Regions from separate parts of the Sus scrofa genome. Here region 2 is linked to region 1. A link is a contact called in public HiChIP or PLAC-seq data. All regions are on one chromosome and are shown on one strand. Each heading gives the region's core, a stretch centred on a gene start, on an enhancer-like site or on the middle of the called end of the contact. The rest is flanking DNA. Distances are from core to core; before and after follow the strand shown. Region 1 overlaps CGNL1 (cingulin-like protein 1). Region 2 has its middle 41 kb from the start of CGNL1.

Evidence for each region. HiChIP or PLAC-seq counts read pairs in DNA pulled down with a chosen protein or histone mark.
Region 2: a contact with region 1 is called in an H3K27ac HiChIP or PLAC-seq map of skeletal muscle. The contact joins two enhancer-like sites. A contact is called at or near these places in 1 of 47 Hi-C or Micro-C datasets (embryonic fibroblasts) and 1 of 2 datasets of contacts at active chromatin or transcription factors (skeletal muscle).

The regions. Positions count from the first base shown.
Region 1 is chr1:114,447,981-114,450,596 of Sscrofa11.1, reverse strand. CGNL1 (cingulin-like protein 1) reads left to right here. Exons shown (of 19, transcript XM_021094667.1): 12 at 702-872. Among named protein-coding and RNA genes, the nearest start is that of MYZAP, 63 kb to the right of the region's middle. Within about 2 kb of position 1,331, at least 12 of the 83 cell types and tissues checked have an H3K27ac peak or open chromatin away from gene starts, as enhancers often do. A contact at or near this core is called in skeletal muscle, where this site is marked.
Region 2 is chr1:114,667,880-114,670,495 of Sscrofa11.1, reverse strand. No RefSeq gene overlaps it. Among named protein-coding and RNA genes, the nearest start is that of CGNL1, 41 kb to the right of the region's middle. Within about 2 kb of position 1,330, at least 18 of the 83 cell types and tissues checked have an H3K27ac peak or open chromatin away from gene starts, as enhancers often do. A contact at or near this core is called in skeletal muscle, where this site is marked.

The DNA of each region.
Region 1 (2,616 bases), core at 82-2,581:
GCCAGTTACCCGCTCTGGATTCTGGACCCAGCTCCTCTCACTAATGACTCAGAGAAGCCTGGCATGTCAGTGCAGACTTTACGGATGTTACCTGAATCAGAAGCTCTGCCCTTTGTGTAATCTGTGCATTTGTGCCTATTTTTCATGTCCAGGAGTATGAAATGCAGTTTTTTAAAGCCCCGTCATTTCTGCCTCTGCTCACCTCTGCCCTAAAACATGCAGAAGGGGAAAGGCCCAGAACTGATGGGCTCCCCACCTTCTAGGAGCCGTCCTGAGTACCTGCCCTTTGCTGACAACTGCTGTGTGCCAGTCACTTTACCAGCTATTTTGTCTGACTGGAATTCTGTCTCTGTATTGTTGTAATACTGACAACAATCCTGCCAGGTATAGAGTCTGGCTTCAGTGCTTTTAAGGAGTACACTGCAAGGGCCCAGAGAAGGTAGGTACTGCCTCAGTCTAACAGCTAGGCAGTGGCAGAGCAAGGATATGGCCTAGGACTGTGGATCCAGATCCAGAGGATGTGCTTGTCTACACCTGCAGCCTGCTTCCAGGTTAGAGGTGACTAACCCAGGGAAGACCGTGACCAGGTGCTGTGAACTCTTTGGAGGGGGTGGGGTAGTGTTGAGATGGGACCCAAACCTAGCTCCCTGGCCCCAGGTAGAGCATCACAGGGTGGGCTCCCCCTGTGTCACTTCTTCCAGATGGCTGATATTGTCGAGGTGTCCCGCACATCAACACTGGAGCTCCAGAACCAGCTGGATGAGTACAAAGAGAAAAATCGCAGGGAGCTTGCAGAAATGCAAAGGCAGTTGAAAGAGAAAACTCTGGAGGCTGAAAAGTCCCGTCTGAATGCCGTGAAAATGCAGGATGAGGTAATGCCTGGCCAGCTCATTCCTGGTTTCCCTCTGTTCAAAATATCCTTCAAGACTGCCTTGAAACTCCTCAGGAGAGGCTTAGGGTAGATTTTTAGGATAGAGTTGGTGCTTAGTTCTCAGGATGGTTACGTGGGGGCAGATGGCATTCTAAGACACAAAGGACCTGGGACCTCTGAGATGAAATTAACACAACTTTAGCTTGACCGTTTTCATGATTAATCCAAGATTTTCTGCCTAAAAAGTCCAGCTGCATTTATGAGCACCAGTGGTGTGCCTAGCTGTGTCGAAATAACTTATATGTGTTAGTGTTTTAATTTAATCCTAGAACTGGGATTATAGTAGCCAGGTGTTTTTTGGCCATTCATTTAAAATTGTACAAGCTTTTGTTGGAATAGGAGTGGTGGTTAAGAGTTTCAAGACAACAATAATGGAGACAAAAAGAAATCTTCAGGAATTTATGAGTATCAAAATGATTAAAACAGTAACTTTGGACTGTATTTAAGAATGCAAGAGCCAAGTAACCCCAATGTTCACTCCCTTTAGTCTTGATTTCTAAAGCACTGAGAAAAATAAAGGGAATGTTTTTGATTATTTTAACGAAAAGTTGAAGGCTCTAAAATGCAAGTACAGTGTGTTCTGATTTCTAGCTGTGACTCTTAGCAGCTGGATGATCTTGAGCCAGTTACTCCAAATCTCTGAACATCTGTTTCTACCTCTTTAAAAGTATACAGAATAATAACAATGTAATAGTTAAATGAGGTAACACGTGAGACTATGGCAGAGGGTCTGTATATCCTGGACACTAATAGTAGGGGGTTTGTTTGTTTTGTTGTAAAGCTTGCTTTTTTTTTTTTTTTTTTTTTTTTTTTTTTTTTTTTTTTTTGGTAAGTAGTGCCCAAAGCACCAAAATTCCACAGGAAAACAAATTTTGCTTTAAAAACAAACTTTTAATATCTTTGATGATCAAAGAAAAGTCGCCCATGAGTCAGCGCTGAAACTGTGTGAAAGAACAATGGATGTTTATTACAGGCTTGTAGAACCCTTGTGAAAGGACCCTGAGAACAGATCCTTTGCGGTTCAGGGTCTTAGGATACAGGACTCCAAGTAAGAACTGAAATTAGCATATGGACATCACGGTTATCTTCGTCATTGAAAAAAATGATCATTTTTATTTCGGTGGCAACTGGGCAGAAGGATCCAGGAATTGGCCAGAACACCAACAAAGACCTGGGATGCAGTTTTTTTTGTTTTGTTTTGTTTGTTTGTTTGTTTTTGTTTTTTTTTTGTTTTTTTTTTGTTTTTGTTTGTCTTTTTGCTATTTCTTGGGCCGCTCCCACGGCATATGGAGATTCCCAGGCTAGGGGTCGAATTGGAGCTGTAGCCACTGGCCTACGCCAGAGCCACAGCAACGCAGGATCCGAGCTGAGTCTGCAACCTACACCACAGCTCAAGACAACACCGGATCGTTAACCCACTGAGCAAGGGCAGGGACCGAACCCGCAACCTCATGGTTTGTAGTCGGATTCGTTAACCACTGCGCCACGACGGGAACTCCTGGGATGCAGTTTTGATTCCAGAAAATCAGTGTCATGGTAACCTCTGTAAAGTGTTCCCCCTGGTTTGTGTATAATGGCTACTCTGCTAAAATCTTTGGATTGGAAGGGACCTTGGTGATCCTCTACTTCGGCAAAGAGACTGAGATCCAGAGAGATTAGTTAAGGCCAGATAGAGACCAGTGTTG
Region 2 (2,616 bases), core at 81-2,580, 220 kb before region 1:
AGCTGTCAGCGTTAGTCTCCTCCAGATGTGTGGAGTGAAGGCCCCTGAGAGAGGTGGTCTGGGGCCAAGCTGGTGTCAGGCTGATTTCTGCTGCTCCTGAAAGTGGGGCGGATGAGGGGAGGTCTGGAGACGCAACCCCCAGAACTCAGTGAAGGCACAGCCTTGCTGGCCGAGTGGCATCTGGTCAGATGGAGAAAACCACTGGTGTTGTGTATGGACTGGATGTTGGTGAAAGATGAGGAAATATGGTAAGAATCAAATATCTGAGAGACAAAACCACTCAGGAGACCAAGACCAGAGCAGCGCCCAACACAGAGAGCTCTCAGTAACATCAGTGGATGTTCTTAGGCATCCACGGAGACCTACACGAAGAACACTGAACAGAGAGTCCCATTATTTGGGTCTTGTAGTCCAGGTTTTTTTGCCCAATTGCTGTGTAACCCTGAGCAAGTTACTTAACTTGTCTGAGCTTCCTATTCTGTCCGTGTGAACTGTGAGGAAGTTGGGGGGAGATGGGAACTAGGCACTCACCCCAACTTCTCTCTCTGCCACCGCACTTTGCCTGACCCAGCCTAGCTGCGGACTTCTTACTGTGCTTTCAAAGCAAATGCCGAAATCTTAGTATTCTTGCAGAGCCTGGGCATCCTCAGGAGCTTGTCAGCATGTACGGTATCCAAAAGGCTGTGGCCATACTGTTCTGCCTGGCTGTTCTCTGTTTGTCCTGCTTTCTCCTCAGCTGACTGGTCCCACCTCCTGTTTGTTCTCAGCTGCTGAAATAAGCCACGTTTGTTTTAATTACAAATAAGATCCTTTGGGCGGGGGCGGGGCGACCTTGTGCCACCCTCGGAAGGTCTCCACTGGCCCTGCAAGGGGGGCTCATATCCTTCTCTTTCCTTCCTGTTTTAGACAAAGGTGTGATTGGAGGGGCTCTTGCGACTCATGGCCTTCAGAGGAGAGGGTAGCTTAGACCTTCGGCCCAATCACTCAGGACCTCAACGTGTGTCTTCCTGGACCCAGGCTGTTCTCTTTGCCCTTCGGGAGGAGGCACAGAGTCTGGGGAGGGAGATCTCGAGACAGGAAAGGGCTTTTCTGAGGTGGAGTTGGGGTGGGAGTGATGAATGATTCTTAACATGAGATTTATTTTTCAAACTGGACTTCTTCCCGGGAGGGCTCTTTCTAGCGCTAAACTGCCGCTGTGGGCGGCTGCCTCCGCCCCGAGTATAGCCCAGCTTCCCAGTCCTCTGGCCACCGGGGCCCCTCCGTCCTCTGGTCACCCAAGCCCCCGGGCTCGCACGCTGGCCCAGCCCACCTTTAACTTCCAGCGCTGGGGCGCCCCCTGCTGCTAGAAATGGTTGTGATCCTTGGACAGAGGGTTCAGTGAGGTGGCTGGTAGGGTTCACAGCAAAGAGTGCCCAACCATCAATTAAAAAGAACTTCTCTCGGTTGTCTGCAGGCCGCATTCTGCTGGGGATTGTGGAAGAAACAGGGTAAGATGCAAGCCATGCCTGCCCGACTACAACCTGCAGAGCCTAGCGTATCTCCTGCACCCTGCATTCTGCTTGGTGGGCCCACCCCAGGCCACCTGACCCAGCTTTCTGCCAGACCCCAGGCTCTGCGCCAGCCTGGCCCTTGGTAATGGGAGATCTGAGACCCCTGGGTGAGGAGGACAAGCCAGGCAGCCTCAAGGTGCCATCCCCGCAGGTCTCCCCCATTCTCCTTCCTGTTCTCCTGTCCTCCATTCTCTCCTGGCTCCTCTGGGGACCAACCAAGGTCCAGTGATGTGCCTGGCTCCGGCCCTTGTGCCTTACTCCCTGCCTCCTTCTGCCTGGAACCAAGCCTGGTTTTCCATCTTCCTGGGGCCAGAACCCTTCGCCCCCACCCTCCTGCCCAGCCTGTGTGGCCTCTGGGCTGGCCGAGGGGCTGCTAACATCAGGACCAGGGCCCCCTCACCCAGGATGTCTCCACACTGAAGGGGCCCATGGAAATGTTCCCATTTCTTGTAAAACCAGAAGGGAAAAATTAACTTTTAGGTAGAAGACAATGTTTTTGTTTACAGTACTAACGTCTTCATCTTTGTCTGTGTTTTTTCAACACAGTCGTAAAAATAACTGCAGAATTATTTTGAGAGTGAAAAGGGCCCACCCAAGTCCTCATGCAGCTCTGGATGTGACCGGCTGTCTGGGCAGCCATCTGACGGCCAGCGGGACTAAGATGCCAGCGAAGGCCAGATTGCGTGGATGTGGCAGTGACAGGATTCTCTCCAGAGAGTCTCATGTGGATTCTTGGCTTTTTGTTTTCTCTCCTAATAAAAATGTGTGATGTTTACATTGTCAGAGAACAAACAGAACCTTGGCTTGCATTTCATGTCTTAGGAAATGGGTCTCGTGTACTTTTGGCTGTTCCCTCGTGTTTCTGGTAGTTAGAGATCCGACCCCCTTTGGAACAGTGGGTGTTGGTGGGTGGAGAGGGCATGCTCGTCCCTCCACTGGCCCTCCCTCAGCTGAAGGCTCTGGAATCCCTGTTCTGCCTTCCAAGCTGGTCCTCCTCGGGTTCCCACATCTGCCCCCAGGCAGCCGATCCCCCTCTGCCTGCAGCCCACCCCTTCCCAGGGGCCCT